2 separate regions of the Zea mays genome follow, and region 2 is linked to region 1. The links are chromatin contacts, called in public Hi-C maps. All regions are on one chromosome and are shown on one strand. The core of a region is the stretch at or near the end of the contact, and the rest is flanking DNA. Distances in the headings are between cores, read along the strand shown.

Evidence for each region. Hi-C and Micro-C count contacts between places; a contact is called where the count stands out from the background.
Region 2: a Hi-C map of ear shows a contact between it and region 1, with 1.7 times the contacts expected there. The contact joins the promoter of LOC100193605 here to the promoter of LOC107126293 in region 1. A contact is called at or near these places in 3 of 25 Hi-C or Micro-C datasets (bundle sheath, ear and leaf).

The regions. Positions count from the first base shown.
Region 1 is chr7:126,115,933-126,122,163 of Zm-B73-REFERENCE-NAM-5.0, forward strand. It overlaps LOC107126293 (Dormancy-associated protein homolog 3), which reads left to right and starts at 2,193. Exons shown (of 3, transcript NM_001319095.1): 1 at 2,193-2,670; 2 at 3,003-3,108; 3 at 3,206-3,626. The coding sequence starts at 2,397. The coding sequence ends at 3,233.
Region 2 is chr7:126,540,509-126,546,739 of Zm-B73-REFERENCE-NAM-5.0, forward strand. It overlaps LOC100193605, which reads left to right and starts at 3,189. Exons shown (of 11, transcript NM_001138708.1): 1 at 3,189-3,300; 2 at 3,387-3,478; 3 at 4,076-4,182; 4 at 4,593-4,698; 5 at 4,947-5,069; 6 at 5,195-5,286; 7 at 5,564-5,648; 8 at 5,746-5,851; 9 at 5,944-6,010. The coding sequence starts at 3,245.

The sequences.
Region 1 (6,231 bases), core at 943-3,442:
TAAGGGTCCCCGCACCTCGGAGCAACTAACAATTTGGAGTTTAAGGGCCTCGCTCTTTAGGGTCCCTAGTTGTAAGGTCTCTCGCACCCCGAGGCATCTAGCAAATGGGGCCTCTAAAGGCTCGTTATATCTCGAGACACCCCATAGAAATACCCTTTGGTCCCATGATGGGGACCTTGTGTTTTAGCGGCCAAAGCTCCTAAGGCTCCATGCACCTAACACGTTAGATAGGTAAGTTCTCGAGAACCCCCCCCTGCCTGGGGTGCTTAGCGAAGTTAGTACGAAGGCACCCATATGTTAAGTGCTTAGTGAAGTTAGTACGAAGGGAACCGATTGGTCACGGCCAGGCCTAGCAGCAAAAGATAGCTTTTGTAGTAGGGAAGGTGAGAAATAATTCAAGCTTGAGCATATATGGCTTACACTTCACAGTCAACCAAAGTGGTGCTCGTGGCACGGTGGCTCCAACTCGGGATATGTGAGCAAACGGCCACGCCTCAACCTAGAGGGGGATTATAGCTCTAGATTATTTGATAGTGTCGATGCACCACACCCTATTGGTCGCAATAGGGCTAGAGCGCAAAGCAAGGGCAAAGGTACAACAACGAGTAGCAGCGAGGCCCCTGGACGGAAGAAGGCCATGGCGAAGGGGCTCTATAAGGCCAACGAGAAGTTAAATTATGCGAACTTATACAATTAATTCACCAAATTAATGGATAAGACACCGACAACGTGAATGAAGACATGAGAAGGATCCACATGTTGGTCGTTAAACAGTTGGCCAAACAATTAAAATTAGATGAACAAGGAACCAATGAAGAAGATGAGGTGGACAAGGACGAGAAGGACGACGAGTTGTTTTTATATGAGCTTTTGTATTTTTATTTATTTTTAATCTATTGGATTGTATGAACTTTGTTCAATTTATATAGTTTTATTTTTTTAATGAACTATGTTTTTAATGTTTTTTGTATTTTATTTGAACTAAAAATTGTGAGTCTGTGGAAGAAAAGCTAATGTGGCACCTGATGTGGCTATAGACTGACGGTAAAGGCTGTGCACTGATAAGTTATGGTAGATAAAGATTGATGTTAGTAGATATAGACCAATCGATAGTGAGATGACAGTAAATGCAGACCCGGTGCACTGGATCCAGTTTTATGGAATGTGCTCGCATTTACATGCTAAAGAATAAGAAAAAGGGTAAATGGTACTGAGGAGTGCTATACCTTCTCGTTCACTGAGCTGGGAGCCGAGACTGACGGCAGGAGTATTCGGGACTGGCTGGAAACGAGCTGAGCCGAGCTCGGCTCGGCTCGCCCATTTCACGAGCTGGGGAGACAGGCTCGGCTCGGCTCGCGAGCCACACCCTGATATATATAATTGCATTATCTAGTGAATTATTAGTATATAAATATAAATATATAGATATCATTTATCATTATGAGTAATCTAAATTATTGATTGTCATATATTTATCATGAAACGTTAAGAAACAAACTGACTATCTATAAAATTACTCAATATCCATCATTATTCTACATATTAAGTAATTTGGCAAAGCTCGCGAGCCGCTCCGAGCTCGAGCCGGCTCGCGAGCCTCGAGCTTATTTTCCAGCCCTATCCGGGACTGCTCTGTGCCACCAACTTTAGGGTCTGTTTGGTTGGTCTGTGGTTGTGTAAAAAGCTGTTGTAGAATGTGAGCTGTGGAAAAAGCTGTTGTGGTCCGTGAGCTGTTAAAAAGCTAAAAATCGTTTAGTGGAAACCACTAAAAGCTATTAAAAGTTATTCGATATATGTTTTCACAGTTTCATCAAAAAGCTACTAAAAATATGTCGAGAGTGCTTTCAATTTTGCAATGCGAGAAAGTCAACTTTTAGAAAAAGCTGATTCTTGGATCCAATCCCTTTGGTTTTAGTTTAGGAGATAAAAGTCAAGCCAAAAGTCAAACCAAACATACATTTAGTTCGCTGTATATCAGCTTTACTTTAAAATTTACCAATATTTTTAACACGTTTGTCTTGTAACACAGTTCTAATACCGAAAATTGAGATTCTGTTGGAAAAAGGGAAGACACGATGGAAAAGAAAACTGATAGTCCCAAATTACACATGCCCCCCAAATATCGCCTAAATCCTCTTTTCGCCCTCAAAAAATCCTCTATAAAACCGCACTGCTCCCTTGGTCCTGCAAATCCAAGAAGAAAGGAGCATAGAACATAAGAGGAGAGACCGCACTACACACCTCACGCCTGAAGTTCAGATCTAAGCCTTCTCGTCCTCGCCCAAGGACAACGATAAACATCTAAGAACCAAACAAAAACAGAGCACGACCATCGGTCTCTAAGCAAAACGCGCAGCACGCCGGGCGCTCCACGCACGTAGGCTAGCAGAGCGCGCATGGGGCTTCTGGACCAGCTGTGGGACGACACGGTGGCCGGGCCGCGCCCGGACTCCGGCCTCGGCAAGCTCCGCAAGCACGCGTCCTTCTCCCCCTCGTCGGCCGCGCCGTCGCCGACCGCGGAGGGCGCGGCGCCGCCCGCCGTGACGCGGAGCATCACCATGCTGCGGCCGGCGGCGCTGTCCGTCGCCACGTCGCCGCGCAGCGAGTCCAGCTCCGCGCCGTCGTCGCCGTCGCCCGCAAGCGGCGCTCCGGACTCGCCCTTCGGCGCAGGTGACCACCAGCTCTCGCCGTCACCTTCTCTTCTTTTTTTTCCCCCAGTTCTCGTCGTCGCTGCGCGGTGTTTGACTGTTTCGTTGGAGCTCGCGGAAGGGATCTTTGGGTCAGTCAGCGTTGTAAAAAGCAAAAAGAAAAAAAGAAAAGAAATATACGGTATCTGGTTAATAATTTCGCAGCTGCACGCTTCGTTTTAGCGGAATTCTGTAGCGAATTTGAAGCTACTTTTGTATAGTCGAATGTTGGAGATCTGAAGCATACACACGCACACCCCCGGCTGATGTTGTGGTCTCTTTTTCTGTACGTACGTTGCCACCGTGATGCTGCAGCGACGACGCCCAGGGGAGAGGGCTGGAAGAAGCTGCGCCGGAAAGGCAGGATGGCCGACGGCGCCGACGCCCCCGGCACGCCGAGGAGCCCCACTGTGTACGACTGGTGCGTATTATAAATACTATGTCCTGTTGCCTCCGAACAGAGTTGGCATGGTACATCATCTGAAATCTGATCCGCGTGTCTCGGACTCCCACGGCAGGGTGGTGATCAGTTCGCTGGACCGCTGAAGCAGCCGGCCGGGCCAAGACGAGGACACAGCACAAGGATGGAGGAAGCCAGCCACCATCAGCAGCAGCTAGCGGACTGAAGGAGGATCGGAACAGAGAGGCCCCCCCGGCCATGCGACCTGCTTAACAGAGCTTCTGGTCACGGTTCTGTTATACTACGCGTTAACGGTGTATGTATATACGTCATCTTCCTGTAAATCTCCGTGGTGTGAGGTGCTGCTGATTTTGAAGAGAGTGATGCTCCTGTTATGTGCTACTAGCTAGCTAGTGCTGTTGCTGTATGAGTACAGTGTAGTCTACTATTAAGGGTTGTCGTTTGGACTGTTAGTCTATAGAGACAGAAAAATGTAGAAGTACGTATTAAAGCCAATCGAATAGACATGTTTGTCGCCATGTAAAAAAAGTATAATCCTACGTATACTCGTACGCAACGATAGTAATGCGTGCTTGAGTGTTGTGGACACTTTCGCCAACACCTTGGCTTGCGTTGCCTTGCCTGCCACAGAAATATCTTACCATGGGCGTGGATTGTTTAGTGCTTTCGGGTACCAATAATTCAGTACTAGCATGTCCATCGCAGTCGTGACGACGCTAAATCGGTGTGGAATCGAGAGGATTATTAGGGTGTGTTTGGTTTGGTTTTGGCTTTGGCTTTTGCTCCCTAAAAGCCAAAAGCCAAACCAAAGGGTTGAATCCAGAAAGCAGTTTTTTCTAAAAGCTGACTTTCTCGCAGTGTAAAACTGAAAGTACCCCTAAACCTACTTTTAGTAGCTTTCGGATGAAACTGTGAAAACATATATTGAAGAACTTTTAACGGCTTTTAGTGGTTTCCACCAAACGGTTTTTTAGCTTTTTAACAGCTCACATCCCACAGCAGCTTTTTTCACAGCTCACATCCCACAGCAGTTTTTTTCACAGCCACAGCCCAACCAAACAGACTCTTAGCCTCATGAGGGCTTGTTTGGGACAAAAGGTAATGGAAGGGATTGAGCGGACTATAATCCCTCACTATTCAAAATTAAGTAGTAGAGGATTCTAGGCCCCTCAATCCACTCCATTACCTTTGATCCCAAACAAGCCTTGACGTGTGTGAGTGTGTGACATATCCCCCACTCCCTGCCGGTACGGGATGGCACAGCTTGTGCGCGTTGCTGTTAAGTCTGTCTGTTTCTTGAGCTCCCTTCTCAGCTTTTAAGTCTGTTTCCAGCGAATTTTCTATCTTATTTCTTATTTTAAACTTCACTCTATAAACTGTATAATATACGGTATAAATCCTCTATTTTACACGATATATTGTAAACAGTCTAAGACTCTCCAGTAGACTTTATATTGCACTCTCTATTTTAAACTCCACTCTGTAAATAGTGCAAAACAGTATTTTACACCACCGTTTACACGGCCTGCTGGAGATGGCATAAGAGAAGTGTCGTGTAGTGTTGTGCATTGTTCGCTTCCTTTGTGCCTCCCATTCCCATGTAGATGAGGTGGATGTTTTTTTAAAAAAAATACTAGACAAGTTTTTGCACTCGACCCTTATAAAACAGAGAAAAAACATATACCGACTGATTGGTTCCTAGAGTCCATAGCCACACGCTCATCCGAGCCTGGCTGGTCGGATACGGAAGTTTTGGCGGTACGAACGGATGCAGGCAATTGGCCTCTAAATAGCTTGTTTTTCATCTGCTCATACAGTCCGCGCCTTTCACGTGCAGGCAACCAAACATATTCTCAGATAAAGTCAATACACATATTGGTCCAGGACAAAACGACGTGGGTAACCAATCATATGGATAGAGAGTACACACGAGCAAGCCATGAGACATGACTTGGCCACACCAAAATAGAGATGTTTTGGCTACATCAAATTCAAAGCTGAATGCCCATAACAGATCACTCTTCGCGTGCAGTACTACTTGATCGTCTGATTAATTGGTTGCCAGTTTATAAGTAGAGTTCAGTCTCTCTAGTCTTTTCTATGTAGTCGCCACTCTTGATTGGTGCAAACCTGAACAAAAAAGAACTCGTCAAATTTCGATAGGCTGGCGGGGAAACATATGGACGGAACTCGTGCTAACGTGGACCTTGCTGGATATGCCTCGGTGCAGCAGCTTTCCATGCATTTCACCACCAGATTTGGGCTTGGATCACTGAAGAAAGCAACCTGATACGATATAATATAATATAATTGCGGTGTTAAGGGATATTTGGTTTACAAGAACTAATTTTTATTCTCTTCATTTTAGTTTTCTTTAGTTCCTAAATTGCAACACATAAATTAAAGGAAAATTTGAATATGTACCATTAAAAGATTACAACTTTAGATATATACCATTGCTATCTCACTTATATGTGGGCTTCACATGAGTCAATGACATGTGGAACCAATGGTATATATCTAAAATTGTAAATTTTTAATGATATATATCCAATTATTCCTAAACTAAAATTAAAATAGAGATTGACTAGCAACTAAAAAACAGGGTGTTACACGAGTCCCTGTTAGCCACCTTAACAAAGATGCTCGAGTGTGGTTTGACAATTAGGCCGAGCCATGTCGCCGCCACCTTTTGAATCAAGGTGTGCATTGAGCCCAAATCAACCAAGGCCACCAGCGATGTGCCATTGACAGAGGCATGAAGCTTCATGGTCTCTCCGACATCGATGCTGATGAGAATGTGTAGAAAGATGCCCAAGTCTTCTGCAATTACTTCCCCTCTAGATCCAGCAAGAACACAACTTTGGACACACACTTGTGGTCGATAGTGTATTTTCGGGTAGTGATAGCATTCTTCGTTGGTGTGCTTGGCCGCTAGTTCTTCCGTCGTCATCCGCTTGAAGCACGGTCTGGAGGGCCCTACTACCCTAGGTTTAGTTCTAGTGGGAATGCTGCACCCCATTACTCAAGTTGTCGCACCCTTGCTGGTAGGTGTTGACTCCACATGTTGTTCATATGTGCATGCTAGACTCATTGTCGTTTATAGGCTAGAGAGCTTTTGTA
Region 2 (6,231 bases), core at 1,939-4,438, 430 kb after region 1:
CCCGAGCGGTAGGGGCGTGTGCTGGCCCCGCCGATGTCGGGCCCGAGTAACGCGCACACCGTCTCTCCGTAGCGCGTGGCTTTCGTTCCAGAACAGATGAATTATTATATTGGGCCGCTAATTGTTCATTTGGGCCGCATCTTAGCTGTATGGCTGGCAGAGTAGCACCTATTTTCGGAGTTAGTGCAGCATCGGAGCATCAATATCTCTTTTACTCCCTATTTTCCTTTCTTCTATTTCTACTTTTTTATATTTTTTAAATTTTGTTTTATGCCGATTTTTATTCTTATTTCTATTTTTACATTAATTGATTTCTTTACTTCTCCATTTTTTTATTTCTCGATTCCATTATCCTCTACCTTTTTATGTTTTGGTGTATTTTTTTCCTTTTTCCTTTCTCTTTTTACATTTTACTCTAATTATTTTAGTTTTTATTTGATAGACAGAGGAGATACAAAAGAGGGTGACCAGTGGTTCATGCATACGTCTGATTATACGTGTGGTTTTTCTGTTTTAATAAATACGATGACCTTGTTTTAAGGGTATCCGTTTAGTCTAGAAAATATAGTGCTACTTTGAGAGCTATTTGTGAAGTAACTCTCACAGTAATATATTTTAGATTGTTCATTTAGCATACTTCAAATGTCAAGCGGCTCGAGTAGACAGACCCTTGTGCACCAGTTGACGTAGTAGTTGCTAGTTAGAGCATCTTCAATGGTGCTTTATCTTGAAATATAAAACCTAACTTATAAAAAATAGTTTTAATAGTGTCCTATTTTACAATTTTTTATCAGAAAAGTATAGAGCACTGACCCAAATATACTACATACCAAACTAGTGTTTTATCCTTGTTTTGTACATCATTATAAACATTTTCTTTCTTACTAATGTAGTTTACTTCGTAAAATACATGATTCAGAGCTTAACTATTAGAGTGCAATTTGTTTTTAGTGCCCTAAACACTTTAAATGGTGTAACATTCAAATTTTGGTTCACTATTTTAAGTCATCTTAGGTTGTCTCCAGCAGCACACGCTAAAGGAGACGGTACCGTATATTTAGTGTTTCTTGCTGTCAGTAAGCTCTCCAACAAGGTCCGCTACAGTGTTCTCTAAAATAGCGGACGTCTCTGACAGCCGCGAGATGTAGTGGTGTACTGTGCGTTCGGTAAATGTACGTTGTGCTTCTTTTGGTTGATAATAGCTCACGTCGTGTCCTTTTTTATTATATTTTGGTTAATGTCGTACTAAATGTGACCAATAAAGGAGATAGAGTAGAGATTAAAAAAGATGAGATATAGAGGATTAAATTTAGACGACATTGTTGTAGACTAAAAAGATATAGTGGATAAAATCTTTTAGAGTGTGCTGTAAAGGACAATGAATATTTTTGTAGGGATGAAATTTATGTGACGTTCTTAGTATTAGTAAGGTCGAAGAGCTGAGTAGCGTGTGTCCACGTGTCTTGGTTTGTTGCTGAGCCTATTGTTTGTGGGCCGAGATTCTAGTAAGCAGTAGTGGACCATGATTAGGATTACGGCCCTAGAGGCCTTACACCATGTCGGTCTCATTCTCCTCGGACCGTCTGCTTATCACGCGCTCAGTTACAGACTCGTGTGGATAAATTGATATCACTACCACACACACACACACAAAGCTTTTAGTGACGGGCAACGTGTTCGATATGACCGCGTGGCCGATCAACTTCCATGAACACGATGCTAAACATTGCTTGGACGAGTAGGACACAAACAAGGACCACGCACGGAAGGTATTTTGTTTGGCGTGAAACAATTGAGCCTCGACTATTACAGTTGTGATTACTTGCGCGTTGAGACCACGCAACGGGACAAGATACTTCCTTATCCTTACCTAGGACGGAGCCCAAATATATCCCCCTCCGTTTCGTTTTAGTTGTCGCTGGATAGTGCAAAATTGAACTATCCAGCGACAACTAAAAAGAAATGAAGGGAGTATACGACACTGGTCACTTTTTTCTCTCTCAAAAAATCATACTATTATACACGCGTATTCATCTTTATGAACCGTCTGCGTAAACATACACAACATACTCTATATTAATTAAGAGGTGAGCTAATAGTTAGTTAGTAAAAATTGCTAGTTGAATTAGTTAGCTAACAAATATCTACCTTATTATTAGCTAATTTACTAAAAACAAATATATTGTTTGGATATTTTCAACTAATTTTAGCGGCTGACTATTAGCTCCAATTTAAGCAGCTTCGGAAAACTAAGAACAGACTAATAAATTCCGAGACTGATAGAATTGATACAGACATGTCGCGGTCACTCTTGATTCGATGGTTGCTGAAAATGTTATGTTACGTAGTAGTATTGCTCTTGTGGTCTTCAGAATCAAGCTAGTTTTTTCTCCCCAAGTACATCGAGTCAGCGACAGAACTGTTGCGCTACAAGGAGCGTACCCCACTTACATATAGAGCTAAATCCTTTTGGTTTCAAAATAAATGACCTAAACCGCGTTTCGTATTTGTTGGTCTATGTTTTTACGAGTAGTAATAATCATAATCCGAAGTTGATTGCCCCCACGAGGAGATGTGGGGCTTGAATGCTTGATAAAAAAAATCTCCGGTCTCCGCCGTCCATGTCTCCCCGTGGCCCGTTGTTCTCTGAGGGCAGGCCCGCGCCACAGCGGGACTGATGCGCACGCCACGCGTTAGGTCGGCACGACTGCACGAGCACGCGGCCGCTAAACCGACGTGGCTCGGGCCAGCCACGCGGCCTCAGGCGAGTGGGCTGGGCTCGTTGTTCGGACTCTCACTTCCTGTGTGCTCTCGTCGCCTCCGATCGAATCGTGTCGGGCGGGCTCGTGCCCGATCTTGTCTGGTCCTGTCTTGGCTCCCCGCCAGGAATAGCGCACCGAGATCCCTTGCGCGCACGGACCAGCAGATCGCGCGCGGGAGTGAGAGGGCGACAGGGCGTGGCCGCGAGGTGGGCATGGGATCGGAGGGACGGGTCTGGAATGGCGCGGGCGTGGCCGCCGGCAGCGGCTATGGCGGCAGCGTCGAGGCGAAAGCGACCACCGCGGCGCCCGCGGACGTTCCCACGTCGGCGGCCTCCGTCGACATCTCGCTGCCGCTCCCGGAGATGTCGCCTCACATCATGCAAGTACCCCCCCCTACTCTCCTATCTCTCTTCGATCCTCTTGCTTCCGCTCGCACCTCGGGCTGGTCTCGTGCCGCTGTGCGCCTGTCAGCAGCTCGTGTCATGTTCGAGCATTCGCGAGCGCGCGGGGCGTCGTACCCGTGCCCGCGAACCAGCCGGTAAATGCCTCCGCGTCTGCGGGTGACAGGAATGTGCTGATGCACGGAAAGTCTCTCTGATTTGGGGATTGCTGGTGCCTTTTCAGAGGTCTCTGCAAGGAGTTGGTCAAAGGGTGGTCGTCGATTGACAGCTCGCGCTTCTCCATCGAGACCGTGTCTGGGGGCATCACCAATCTATGTGAGTTGCTGCTCCCCTGACACTGGCATGGCTTGTACCGCCATCAGATTCCTCACCTTTTCGCCTGAGCAGCATGATGACTGTAGTAGATGAATAATGCATGCATACTAGTTAGTTGCTTCGAATGTTGCACATCGTTGATGAATTCGTGCCGGCACCACTGCTCAGTTTCGTTCCTCTGCAGCAGTGAAAACGTCTCACCCTCGCCCGTTTGCTGAACAAGTGGTGCTGAACTAGGGTACAGATAGATTTAAAGATCCTCTTTTTTTTTTCCGCTGTAACGACTGCGTGCTTCCGCTTCCTGCTGCTATTCTTCCCATTTGCTGATGAAGCAGCAGAACCCAATGCTTTTTACAAACTTTGGGCGATTAGATACTTCAGGGTGCTGTACAATAAGTATTTCCTTTGGCCTGCACCATTTCTGCTGTCATTGTCACCATTTCTGCTTTACAAATTAATAAGAGCCTACTGCATCTGTATGTGCACCTAATTCACCCATAGGGATGATTCGGATGAACAATGATCCGTTGATTCATGTGTGCAGCGATAATTTCTTTCAGTTTGTCGTTCATGATATGTATTTGTTATTACCTACAGTGCTCAAGGTTTCTGTCAAAGGAAACAATGGCAATGATTCTTCTGTTACTGTTCGGTTGTATGGACCAAATACAGACTTGGTGATTGATCGGAAAAGGGAATTGCAGGTGAGAATCTGAGTGGTATTTATATGCTTTCCATAGAAGCAGTTTTTTTGCCTTTGGGAGTGGTACAAGATTGTGTGTTACCTATAGTATTCCACAATGACTCTAGGCTTCTTGCATTACCCCTTGTGTTAGTCATATTTTTCTAGTGGCACGTTTTCAATTCTTCTAGACACATAATAGTAATGCTTTTGTATTAGCATCTGTTCTACCAAATGCATTGCCTTTTGTTTCATATCTGTACCTTTTCCCTGATGAATGGATTTCATTTCGTTCTATGGAAAATGCTAACATAGAATGATAATTTTAAGGGTCCCTAGACTGTACACGTAGTATAATGTACCCATAAAATTAAATCTCATTTCGATTCTAAAATATTTCCTAATGCATACATCTACTACCGTCATGGTTAGGCGATACCGTATCTCTCAGCTGCAGGGTTCGGGGCTCGGCTGCTTGGAATGTTTGAAAATGGAGTAGTTCAGTCATTCATCTATGCTCGAACACTGTCACCTGCAGGTAGGCATACTTCCTGTCTGAACAACGTATCGGGTGTGGGGTCCTAATCAACTTAGTGCGATAGTTTCTCTATTCTCTTTTGTAGTTTTAGGTACAATTTCAAATGCGACTTCAAACAGATTGTGTTTTTTTCCCTTTCTCTATAGTCAGCATTATCCATGATTTGGTATGTCAATTTGAAGCCTTGGATGTTTGGAGGTTTTATGAAATGCTTCTGAAAATAAATCTACTGATCCTTTGTTTTGTAGACATGAAAGAACCTAAAATAGCAGCTGAAATTGCCAAGGAGCTACGCAAATTTCATCAAGTAGATATACCAGGGTCTAAAGAACCACAATTGTGGAATGATATATTCAAGTTTTTGAAGAAAGGTAGGTGACTTATGTTGCTCGTTTGAGACTGTTGCTTTCATGTCAATGGTATCTCAAACATGACACTTTTCTTGGCGCAAGTAACATACATAATATTTATATGTGCTGTCAAATGCACCTTGCAGCTGCAGCATTGAAGTTTGAGGATAACGAGCAGCAAAAGAGATATGTAAAGATCTCATTTACAGAAATACAAGATGAAGTTAAAGAACTTAAGGTACCTTGAACTTGACAATGTACCTTCTGATATTTCGGGCCCATTTTGCTTCTTAAAGTGATATTTCCTTTTTTTTGTTTGGGCACAAATAGTAGTTGATCCTTCTCTGGTATAGTGGGAACATCCGTCTAGCATAGTTATGAAGCAAAATATTGGTTGTGATGGTGATGGGTTTAGGCCCATACTAGGGAACTGAAACTGAAGATAACAGTTACTCCTGCCAATTTCCTACTATCTGTACTTTGTATTTCTTCATCAATGTCCATGCACCTTGTAGGATCTCTTGGACATTCTGCATGCACCTGTGGTTTATGCACACAATGACTTGCTTTCAGGAAATCTGATGCTCAATGATTTGGAAGGTAAAATATTTTCCTTTGTATCAGTTTCCCCTTTTTTATTATTACTCATTTGCAAAACTAACCATAGTGGCGGTGTGCCCGTTGTTTCTTCTGTCAGGGAAGCTATATTTTATTGATTTTGAGTATGGGTCATACAGCTACCGTGGGTATGACATTGCAAATCATTTCAATGAGTATGCAGGATTTGACTGTGACTTTAATTTGTAAGTTCTCTCCATGTCATTGAAATACTCCAAAGCAATATATATCGTTGTCATGTTTTTAGTCAGCAGTATTCATTTGATTGTGTCTTTAGGTACCCAGATAAAGATGCCCAGTATCACTTCTTCAGGAATTATCTGCATCCTGATAGACCTAGTGAGGTATGTGAAACAAAACCAATAGAAATCTATTCTTGGAATTCAAGTTCTTTCTGGAGTAAATGAAGTTTTCTGTTAGTACCTACTCTATGTAATATATATTTGACGTTATGAAGTTAGTAATGGCAACGACTGCTATGCAAACAGTGCTTCTGTGCAAGCGTGCAAGCAAACCATCTGATTTATTAGATTACGATCCAACCACACCAACCACAGATACAACC